Regions from separate parts of the Mus musculus genome. Here regions 1, 2 and 4 are each linked to region 3. The links are chromatin contacts, called in public Micro-C and promoter capture Hi-C maps. All regions are on one chromosome and are shown on one strand. Each heading gives the region's core, a stretch centred on a gene start, on an enhancer-like site or on the middle of the called end of the contact. The rest is flanking DNA. Distances are from core to core; before and after follow the strand shown.

Evidence for each region. Promoter capture Hi-C pulls out the DNA fragments that hold promoters and counts their contacts. A called contact is a pair of places that touch in the nucleus more often than the background predicts.
Region 1: a Micro-C map of embryonic stem cells shows a contact between it and region 3, with 1.8 times the contacts expected there. The contact joins the promoter of Cgas here to the promoter of Gcm1 in region 3. A contact is called at or near these places in 1 of 484 Hi-C or Micro-C datasets (embryonic stem cells) and 1 of 115 datasets of contacts at active chromatin or transcription factors (bone marrow-derived macrophages).
Region 2: a promoter capture Hi-C map of hippocampal neurons shows a contact between it and region 3, with 5 times the contacts expected there. The contact joins the promoter of Klhl31 here to the promoter of Gcm1 in region 3. A contact is called at or near these places in 15 of 39 promoter capture datasets (the 3T3-L1 cell line, the C10 cell line, the HPC-7 cell line and 10 more) and 1 of 9 other capture datasets (adipose tissue).
Region 4: a contact with region 3 is called in a promoter capture Hi-C map of macrophages, with 6 read pairs. The contact joins the promoter of Lrrc1 here to the promoter of Gcm1 in region 3. A contact is called at or near these places in 16 of 39 promoter capture datasets (the 3T3-L1 cell line, 3T3-L1-derived adipocytes, the C10 cell line and 11 more), 2 of 484 Hi-C or Micro-C datasets (both in embryonic stem cells), 1 of 115 datasets of contacts at active chromatin or transcription factors (bone marrow-derived macrophages) and 2 of 9 other capture datasets (adipose tissue and pancreatic islet).

Annotation. Positions count from the first base shown.
Region 1 is chr9:78,441,924-78,444,623 of GRCm38.p6, forward strand. Cgas (cyclic GMP-AMP synthase) reads right to left here and starts at 1,314. Exons shown (of 5, transcript NM_173386.5): 1 at 541-1,314. The coding sequence starts at 1,155. It also overlaps a transcript of Mto1 not described here.
Region 2 is chr9:77,635,328-77,638,027 of GRCm38.p6, forward strand. It overlaps Klhl31 (kelch-like 31), which reads left to right and starts at 1,405. Exons shown (of 3, transcript NM_172925.2): 1 at 1,405-1,460.
Region 3 is chr9:78,050,658-78,053,357 of GRCm38.p6, forward strand. It overlaps Gcm1 (glial cells missing homolog 1), which reads left to right and starts at 1,301. Exons shown (of 6, transcript NM_008103.3): 1 at 1,301-1,383.
Region 4 is chr9:77,543,416-77,546,115 of GRCm38.p6, forward strand. It overlaps Lrrc1 (leucine rich repeat containing 1), which reads right to left and starts at 1,437. Exons shown (of 14, transcript NM_001146048.1): 1 at 1,050-1,437. The coding sequence starts at 1,208.

The sequences.
Region 1 (2,700 bases), core at 64-2,563, 390 kb after region 3:
GAGCAGCTTTCTAATAAACCTGCCTTAATATATTTTAATTTGGCTTGAATTGGCTCATTTCACTAGCAGAGAATAGCTATCACCATCATCTTCAGGAACTCAGCCGGGCCTACTCTCCGAAGAGCATTAGAGGTAGGCTTGTAGATGACGTTCGCTCATAGGGGGTGCGACAATGTCAACGGACCCTCACTTGAGTACCCAGCCACCTCTCCCAATTAGTTGTATACAATTCTGCCCTAATTGCAGGCGGTCCCAAAGTCTCAGGGATGGACTAGATTCAATCTAGAGGCTATAGTTGGGGAAGGATTAATAAAGATGACTCCCCTGCGACTACTTTAAGGTCACCTGTCCCATCCCTCCAAAGCAAACTAACTAGCTATCAATATTGCTTGCTGTGAGCTAACTGGATGAATTAAAAAAAAAAAAAAAAGACTGGGGTGTTCCAAGGGAGGGGGGCCCTAAGAGTGTGGGACCCCCAAACAGCTGAGGAGGCAAGTGAGGAGTGGGGCCGGAGCCCCTCCAGCAGGTCTTGACGCTCACCTTCACATGTTCATAGTAGCTGCCAGTGTTCAGCTGCTCCACACCTTTGAACTCCGACTCCCGTTTCTGCATTCTGCGCAGCAGGCGTTCCACAACTTTATTCACCGTCTCGGCCGCCTCCGAGATATCTTTGCGTTTCAATCTCAATTTGTCCAGCACCTTCTTTAGCTTGTCCGGTTCCTTCCTGGACCCTCGCGGCGCTCTGGGCTGCCCGGTGGAGCGCGCGCCCCTTCTGTGGCTAGGTCCCCTTACGACTTTCCGCGCCTCGGGATCCGCGGGCGGCTGGGGCTCCCGTACGGCGGGCAGCTCCGGATCCAGGATGGCCTGCTGCTGGGGCACCCGGACGGCAGGCCGCGCGGTGGCTCCTGCCGCGTCCATGGCCGAGGGCTGTGCATCTTTGGTGAGCTCAGTGGCCCTTGCTGGATGCACTCGGGGCCCTGGGGCACGTGGCTTCTCCGTGGTGTCCCCGTCACGCTCCGCCCGCCGCGATCGAGCCCCCCTTTGCGGGCCGCAGCTTTCCGCGTGGGCCCTGGTCCTGCTGGGCTGCGTCGGGGCGCGCTTCGCGGACGGCTTCTTAGCGCGTGGCGCCGTCGTCCTTCTACGCGGATCTTCCATATCTGCCGCTCTTCGGTCCGGGAAAGAATAAATCGACTTCGAAGAAAGGCCGCGAAAAGGGGAACTCTCAGTGGCCGCTGGAAATGAAACTTAAATATATGGCGGGAACGTAGCCGGTCAGTATCCGCCGCGAGCAGGCGCAGGAGCACGCGTGAAGTCAGCGCCAGGAAGAGGCGGTCCAAGAGATGCGAACTTTTTCACCAGTGGGGACCAGCAGAGCCACTAGCTGGGGAACCACCCACTGAGCCACTGGCCGGGAAACCTCTCCTTTACCGCACAGACGCGGAAACCACTGACAGCTCAGATGGCTAGATTTGCCGCCTACCACCAAGATGTGTTTCAGGACACTACTGTCTCTCGTACATTTGTAGTTGATAAACAACTTTTTTATGTAAACTTTTTTGTTGTTTTTTGTTTTTTTTGTTTTTCGAGACAGGGTTTCTCTGTGTAGCCCTGGCTGTCCTGGGACTCACTGTAAACCAGGCTGGCGTCGAACTCAGAAATCCGCCTGCCTCTGCCTCCCAAGTGCTGGGATTAAAGGCGTGCGTCACCTCGCCCGGTTTATGTAAACTTTAAATCAAAATTTACTGTTCTTGTTAATGAGAAATAGAAACTCACTGAACCTTTTCAAGTTAGATTTAACTGCTTGGAATTAGTATTTCAACTTATCTTTCTAAAAAGCACACCGACTCTTAAAGAACATATTCAAAGTGCCTGTGTGAGTTTCATGAGCAGCACGGTGTAAGCCATCCTGATTTGGCTGCTGAGATTCCGTAGTCCTTTAATGCAGACTTTCAGAAAGCGATTTCTAAAGTCGGTCTCGTCAACAGTGGCTGCTTCTTTTAAAGTTGTTCTTGGCGGAACTCATTTTGCCTTCCACTGTGCTAACAAAAACAAAAACCTGTCTTCTGAAGATTTACATGGCTCAGAACAACACTTAGTTTTCAACTAACATCAGAATGTTATAATAATAACATTACTATATTCCACACCTTATTATGCAATCCTGTGTGTCCCTTAAAATAAAGCTCAAAAATTGCTGCTCTGTGTAACTTTTTGTAAAGTGTGTGTGTGTGTGTGTGAGTGTGTGTGTGTGTGTGTGTGTGTGTGTGTGTGCGCGCGCGCACGCGCGCGCGTGTGTATGTACCATATATTATGAGATACATGTAGCCTGAATAAAAAGACACCGATCAGTGTGCTGCCATCCTATTGACCCTGCAACTCTCTTCCCTCCTTCCTGTCAATGCCTGTACATGAGTTTTCAAAATGGGAACTTGTCTAACAAGCATTCGCTTTTGAATGGCAAGTAGACACACCTGGGAATGGAAACGCTGCCTACTTTGCAGAAATACACTTGAGCAGGAGACCTCTCTGTGAGGTCTTGCCAGTAGAGTGGCATTCTCCATTATTAGTCTCAGCACTAGGGAAGCAGAGGCAGTAAGCTGGAGATCTACAGAGCTAGTTCTAAAACAGTCAGGGCTATACATCGAAACCCTATCTGGAGGAAAAGAAGAAGAGAAGGGAGGGAGAGGAGGAGGAGGAGGA
Region 2 (2,700 bases), core at 155-2,654, 420 kb before region 3:
TTCCTCCAATGTATACTCTTTGGTTAGTGGTTTAGTCCCTGGGAACTCTGGGGGTACTGGTTAGTTGATATTGTTGTTCCTTCTATGGGGCTGCAAACCCCTTCAGCTCCTTGGATCCTTTCTCTAGCTCCTCCATTGTTAACCCTGGGCTACATACATTTTAATTATATTTTCTTGCTACACAATGGTCCCAAAAGTCTGGCTTCTGGGAGCCTCTCCACATCTTTAAATTCTCTCTTCGAGATTTTTCTCTCTTGTCCTCAGTATCCAGGACTCTTCACAGTTGTAGCATTTAAGAATGAAGAAAGGGGGCTGGTAGGATGGCTCAGCGGGTAAGAGCACTGACTGCTCTTCTGAAGGTCCTGAGTTCAAATCCCACAACCACATGGTGGCTTACAACCATCCATAATGAGATCTGACGCCCTCTTCTGGTGTGTCTAAAGACAGCTACAGTGTACTTAAATAAAAAAAATAAAAAAAATAAAAAAGAATGCAGAAAGGTTTCTCAGTAGGCCACGGACAGCATCGGACTGATGCGGGTTATTAGGAAGTTTCTTTTCAATGATCTATCTGCCCGTTACTGAAGATGATACCACACTGACCTTTAGAAAGTCATTTCGTACTCCAGGTGCCTATAAAAGCCCTCTGTCAATTACAATCATTTGAATTGCTTTTCTTGCCTGAAATGTTCCCAGAGTAGGCATTTCCCAGCATGCTTCTGCACAAGTGTGTTTATCACAGACCCTCCTGTGAATCAATGGCCGATGGAGGGCTGGTCACAAGCCTGGCTTTGTTAAACTATGAAATGTCAACTCCATACTGAAGTGTAGCAGAATATCTCCTGTCCTGGTAAACATGTCTCCTCCTCTACAGAACAGTCTATTTATAACCAGTCTCCTCACAGGACCTGAGGTGACGGCTATTTACCTTCCTAGAAACTAACTTTTGTCCACAACTCTCTTCTTACAACAATTCTCAAGTCCCGGCTTCAATTCCATCAATTGCAATTGAACATCCGTTTAGCTAATTTTCTTTCCTCGCATCCATTGAGTCCATGACTTAAAAACAAATGAACAAAACAACCTGGCCAGGTCAAGAAACCCAACCCCTCTCCACCAACCAGGGCACCGCCCTCTTCCCCAGCGTTGCCCTCGAGCTGAAGACCAAAGAGGGAGAGGAGGGCTCAGGCTGCTCCAGGCCAGCACGCAGGCTCAGCCTGTTTGCTCCAGTGAGATGGCAAGGGGTGATTCTAAAAATTACTGCCACTAGGGTTTGTCAGGCGGCTGCTGGTGACTCCTCACTGGGTTTCCCTTCTCCCACCCTCCCTTTCTCTCCACAGATCACCTCCCCAAAGGAGTCTGCTGTTAAACCTTCCCCATTACCAGCGGGCTCTCACTTCACACCACCGGGAGAGAGAAGCTGGGACCGCAACTACCAACTCGTGCCGACTGGATCCTAGGGTGTGTATGGCTGTGTGGGTGGGAGACAGTGGGGGTGTCTGAGTGTTGGTGGCAGTAGAGCTATTTTCCTACAGGGTATCTCCAGCTGGGTGCTACAGGTCATGTCCCTTGATCTGAAGTTGGGAGACAGAAAACTTTGTCCTGGAATTTGAGAAATGTTGTAACCAAGGAAACAGACACAGTAACTGATATGTATGAGTGATACGCTATAAAAGTAAAATTACATGAGCTTTGTAATGATTGTTTTAAATCTCTAAATAGTATACGTTTTTCTTCCACTATTTTATAGAGAAGAAGAACAAAGAAAATTCTTAGGGCTTGCTCAGGAGATTTAGAATTCCATTTTTAATTTCATTAGCAACCACTTAAACATGTGGTTTGGTCAACACAACTGCTTAGGAAAGACACAATTTTACTAGTTTTAGCTGAATTAATAATACAAAACTCAAATGAACCCTCTGACTCCCCAAAATATAACTTCTCGACAAAATTGAGCCCCTACCCCCGCAAATACCCTACATTTGTTAGTTGACAGAAAATAAATATAGATTTTTGTACTAAATGTGCACATATGGTTATCTTGATTTATGTTTCACATTTAAAAAAAAATCATTTTGATGACAAAGCGACAAAGTGGAATCCCTGTTTCGGCGGACTTAACTAAAAATGGGCAGCTTGGGTCGTGTCTGTTTCTATTCCGGGAGGCAGAGCTGACGGGCCCCAACAGATGCAGCCCTTGGAATGCATCAGGGACAGGGAGCGGGCACAGCTGATTCTCACCCTTAGCCAGTAGTCCTGTGGGATCCCAGTCCTGGGCCATGACAGTGATGCTTCAGCACACGTGCGCACTCAGGGTGGTGGGCAGTGGGAAGAGCGCTCTCACACAAGTGACCACTGTCTGCAGGCTTTGCCCAGAAACCAGGTTTCTTTGAGGAGAGGAATGATTTTATGTAAAGTCAGTACTTTGACACAGACTTGCCCACTTCCCGGTGAGGGCACAGTTAGGTTTTCAGTTCTTGGCAACATCAGCCCAGTGGTTCTAGATGTATTTTTGGATTGTGTATTTTTTTTTCCAGGAACTTAAAAGAGAAAACAAACAAACAAAAATCTTTGAGCCACTTTACAGCAAAGGACCATGAAGACATGTGGGCTGTGGGCTTCGGAATAGTCCTCGGAGCTCATAACCCATCTAGAAACAAACCCAGGGTGGCGCTGCAGAGAAAAATGCAGAGAACCCCAT
Region 3 (2,700 bases), core at 51-2,550:
CAAAAAACTAAGAAACCAATCAATAAACAAAAGCAAAGAATTCACAGAGCCAGTAGCAGAAGTGAGGATTTGGCAAGTTGAGACCTCAGCCTTAGGGCATGGAGCTCACTGGGTAGAACCTGTCCTTGGGACAGGCATAGCCCTGGTGCTGCAGCTGGAACCCAGCAGGAGTTTCCTGTGAAGGAAAGGAGGGGGAAAAAAAAAACCCTTCGACTCAGAGCAGCTGGCAAGCCAGGTCAGATCCACATCAACGAGAGGAGGCAATCCCACAAATTAAGCAAAAAATATCTACATTTGGTACATGCAGAAAAAAAAAAAAGCAAGAGTTTGAAGCTATGTGACCAAAATACAGTCTTAGATATCTACTGAAAGATTGCACTATGGATTAGCCACAATGATAAACAAGACAACAGATTTTGATTTTATTTTGTGATTAGAAAAACAGTTACTGTTAGTGATACGGTTAAGGGTTCTGAAATATCATCGAAAAGAGAAGTCACGTGTTTCAGAACAGTATTGGAAGATATTGGATGGGTCTGTTAGAATTCCTAAAAGATGGGTCAGATTTAGATATGGAAATGAAAAAAGACCTTGGGGGAGGTGGGGGGGGGTTTGCTGTTTAGCTCAGGCTAGCCTTGAATTTGCAGAGACACTCCCTGGAGTTAGAGCTCTGCCCTGCCACCCTGAACTACACAGAACTTCTTGATGTCTTTGATTCTCCGTTATATCTCCGAAGCCCAGCAGACTACCTGGGATTCCGCAGAGGAGCTGGGCTTGAAGAATTGCATTCGTTGTCAGGTTTGATACACTTAGAATTAGAGATGGCTTTCAGTGTTTCTGGTTTAGGGCTGCTAGCTGTCTAAAAACTATCTCAGTAATTTCCATCCCCCCCCCCCCTCGGTGTTTGCACTGCCATGAGTCTCCCTGTCTGCCTTCTCGCTCACACACACAGAGGATAAAACGCATCTACTGTAAAACAGTCGCTCTTGGATTCAATCTATAAAACTATCAGGAAAAAAAAATCTGTATTTCTTTTCAGAGTTTTGTTTTGTTTTGTTTTTCCCTCAATATCCTTTTAAGTTAGATGTCCTCTTAGCATTAAGGAGGGGAAAGTTCAGAGGCACACCATAGAATATTCATCACATGGCTAGCACCCTGAGAAGAGCTGGGCTGCTCCTACCTGTCCCTGGCTGAAAGCATCTTGATTTTGATTGGACAGTTGCCAGAGTCATTAGCATAGTGTACCCTGACCTGGGTTAGGGAACAGCGACCACTTAGAAATGAACAGAACTTGCAGGACCTGAGCCAGAGCTGACACTTGTATGACACCTGGACAAGAAGCTGACAAGAAGGACAGACTCGGGAGCACTGAAGGCGGACAGGGTGAGTTGTGTAGCCATGGCCACAGGCTTTATTTGTTCTAGGTCATGGTCTGTAAAAATGATGGAAGCTGAACACGCCTTGGTCACAACTCTGAAATAAAAGGAAGTCTTGAAAAATTTAGACCTTTATTTTAATCCTGGGGAAAGATTGAGTTTACTTACTGACGGGATAAAGCAGGTTTTCCCCAATGTCTTGTTCTTAGTTTTTAGGGAAATACTAAATTAATCCTCACTTCATAAAAGTATGTGTTGGAGAAAAGTCTCTTTAAAGTTTTTAAAATTATTGTACTTTTGGGGAGTAAAATCTTTATTCCTCTGCTCTTAATTTAAAATCAAGTATCTAGCCTTGTCTAAGAACAGCATTTTTAGGTTTAGACAGTATAAATCTTGTTTTCCAACTTTTTTTTTTTTTAATCTGTTCTGTTTTGTGTGAAGTGCGCTGTGGGTCATAACCATTCTAATTACAAGTTTGGGCTAGCAGAGTTAGGGCTGTGACAGACGATGACTTTTACTATTCACTACTTCTCTACTTGTCATGTGAGCGGTCTCTGAACTGAGGTGGCAACCATCTTTTTCCAAGCAGCTCAATAATTGTTTCCTAAACATAGAGATTTACTTAGAAGTTACCGATGAGGGGCCGGTGGTAGCACCTCGGTGGTTCAGTGCAAGCCCCGGCGTCCATCCTCAGCGCCACAAACACCTCAGCCCAGAAACAAAGCTAAGACAGACTGAGAAGAGCCTCTCGCACATTTAGTCTTGAATGGCAGTGTTTGCGGAGGGGACTGGACTTCGTGGTTTGGGGGAAGGGGGCTGATCTTACAAAGGTGATGAACAGTTCATGGGATTTATCTATAAAAATATTAGTTAATCTAAAGTGCTATGGGCATAGTCCTAAGCTAGCTGTGTCTTTTTATGCAAATTTACATATTTTTGGTAGAACTAGGTGGTTCCAGGTAATAATGGCTCCTAAGGCTCTTATAACCCAGATCTAGCAATGAGGATGGAAATATACCTGAGGATAAAAGTAGGGACCAGAGTATTGAAACCCTAAAGTCTACTGTAGCAAGTGCTAGTGGCTTCTGCAGATTTTTTTATTGGCAGTTGGTACTTGCAAAAATGTCAATGAAATTGCTATTTCCAGCAGACAGGTAATAGATGGATTCTTTCTGTATTGTATTACTTTGTTGCTTCTTTAGAAAAAAAAAAGATTTATTTATTTTATGTATATATATGTACATTGTTGCTATCTTCAGGCACACCAGAAGAGGGCATCAGATCCCATTACAGATGGTTGTGAGCCACCATGTGGTTGCTGGGA
Region 4 (2,700 bases), core at 187-2,686, 510 kb before region 3:
CATCAGCGGTAACAAAGGACAAACAAGGTACTTGCATTCCGAGGCTCGGGCCTTTAGGCTCTCTCCGGGCCTCCCAGCGGACTTCCATTTCCTGCACCTCTGGATTGCCACTGGCTTACTTCCTCCTTACACCTGGGTAAAGGATGCGTCCTCCTTAACAGTTAAAGCTAGAATCCCGAGGCAAATTCAAGGGTTAAAAGTTCAGCGTCTAACCCCAGCAGGGCCTAGAAGCACAATCAGTATCTGTCACAGGCCAAGTTCGGTGCGGCAGATGATTAATTTTCATAAACAACTCTGAAAAGATATGGCATTAGTGATAGGACAGACCCAAGCAAGCTCTGTGGTGGCGGAAAGGCAGCAAGCAGGGCTGACTCGCAGCGGGAGCCACTACACACGTTCATCGCAGTTCCAACCACGCAACAGGTCCACGCACGCAGTGCACCAGCGGCGGGAACCTGGGCACCTGCAGCAGTTCTCCTCCTGCCCAGCACCCCAATGCGGCCACGGGGCTACCGAAGCGGACCAAGCGCCATCTCTCCAGGGCATAGCCCACAGAGATAAGGCCCGGAGCACATTCCTTACAGATGCCAAGATATACTAAAGCTTACTTTCGCGCTGCTGGGTCCCCACATCCTCTGGGACCTGCGTTAGCCCAAAATGAGGAGCTCCAAGCCACTAGCTGGAGAATTGGCTGCTAGCCGATCGCCCCGGGGCGTGATGGGGCGCATGGTCGCCCCCAGCTGGGAACAGTGTGAGCTACCTGGCTTCTCACCTAACCGGCATTAGTTCCCAGACGTGGATCTAAGCCACTTAGTGGACCAGAACGTTTCTCCACTAGCCATGTAACTACTTGTTAAATACCAAGTCTTTCGGTATAAATGAAAAACAACTTTTATTGGAGGATGGGTTTAATCGGGAAGCAGGGGAGGGGGGCACAGGGAGGGCTGAGGGCAGTAGTGGGACCCCGCTGGCCAGAGTCTCCCAGAGCGAAGCAGTCAGCGGAGGAGCGCACGGACCCGGCCACCGCGCCAGGTGAGGCGGGCACTCACCTCGGGGAGCTCCCGGAGCTGGTTGGCGTCCAGCAGCAGCTCCTCCAGGCTGCGGGCATAGCGGTAGATCTCCTCGGGGACGTAGACCAGCGAGCAGTGGCGCTTGTCGATGGCCTCCACATGACGGTTGCACCGCCACAGGGGAATGCAGTGGAACATCGCCGCCTCCACCACCAGAGCCGTGTCCCGCCGAGCCGCGGAGCCCGGGGCTCGGAGCCCGCTCCGCCCGGCCGCCCCGCTGCTCCCCGCCCGCCGCCCGCTCCAAGCTCGTTGCTGGCTCCAAGCTCGCTCGCGCCTCGCAAGGACTCCACCGTCCCGAACGTTCTGAGGAAGCCGCGGGAACCCTCGCCGCGTCCCGCGCCTTCGCCACAGTCGCGAGCGTCCCCTCCCACCGCCCCCTCCGCCGCGCTCCGCTTCCTACTCGCGGCCGCCGCGCACTGGGCATGCGCACTCGGCGGCACGCAGAGGGCGTGTCCCGGCCGGGGATGCTCCGCTCCGGGTTTTCCTGGAGACCCGGCTCCCGGGAGGGTCGGGAGACGGTGCTCCTGCGGTCCTCTCCTCCGCGGGGAGTCGCACAGTGTGCGATTCTGGAGGGAGCCGCGCCCCAAAAAGCTCCTAAGGAGGGCAGGGACCGAAGGCCAGAAGGAGCAGAACAACTTCGGAGTTTTCATTTTACTCACCGTGCTTTTTTTTTTCTTGCTCCCCTTCCCCAAAACAACTTTCTCTTCCGGGGTCAGGAAGTACCGCCCCGCCGAGTACCTTGAGCGCGGGGTAATGAAGGAGTCGGTTCTGGCTTTCCGACACCCCCTCCTCCTAACCCCCGTTTGTGCCCTGTGTCTGCGCACACTCGCTGGCAGGCCCTACGACCTGAGAGCATCTTTGGTGAGCAGGACTTATCTGAGATGTACGTGTCACCAACTTCCTGGTGCCAACAAAAGCATGGATGTCCGTCTTCAAAAATCTTCTAAAAGATGCTCCGAGAAGAAAGGAGATGGCAAAGGTGCGCTTCAGCATTAGCTCCACCTTAGCCAGATGTGCTTTGGGGGCTAACCTGGGCTGAGGTACAGAAAGCACTGGTGCAGGAAGGCAGATGAACCTCCAATAGCTGGCTCCTGTATTTCTTCAACAGCACCCTGCGTCTTACAAAGGGGAGATTGCAACCCACGCTGTAGTTTGGGGCGGGGAGCCCCAAATTTCTTCCTTTGCTCCTCAGAGGTTCCCGTTACCACAGCCAGACATTTGAACCCCTTTTCTTCTGTTTTCAGAGTCAACGATACAAACTAACCAAACTCACTCCACATGAACAGTTGATGACTCCGTTTTAGGCCAAATACAATAGCTAATAGACTGTTTTAAGAGTCTTCTCTGACTCCCCACCCAGCAAAGGAAGCCTTATGCTCCCTCAGCTCAAATCTGGAGTCACCAACATCACAATATGCAGAAGATTGAAAATTGAGCTTGCTTAGTAACCAAGGCAGAGTTTGCTCTGAAACTTTTTTTCATTGTCTCTTCAGTATTTTTAACTGCACAGGGCACTTGCCCAGGGGGAGAGGGGGAGAGATACATAAAGGTTTCGTCTCTATCAGGAGGATCTCTTGTCTTGATTGATGAAGGAGGAAATTTGACCTGTTTTTACCTCAGGATTATCACC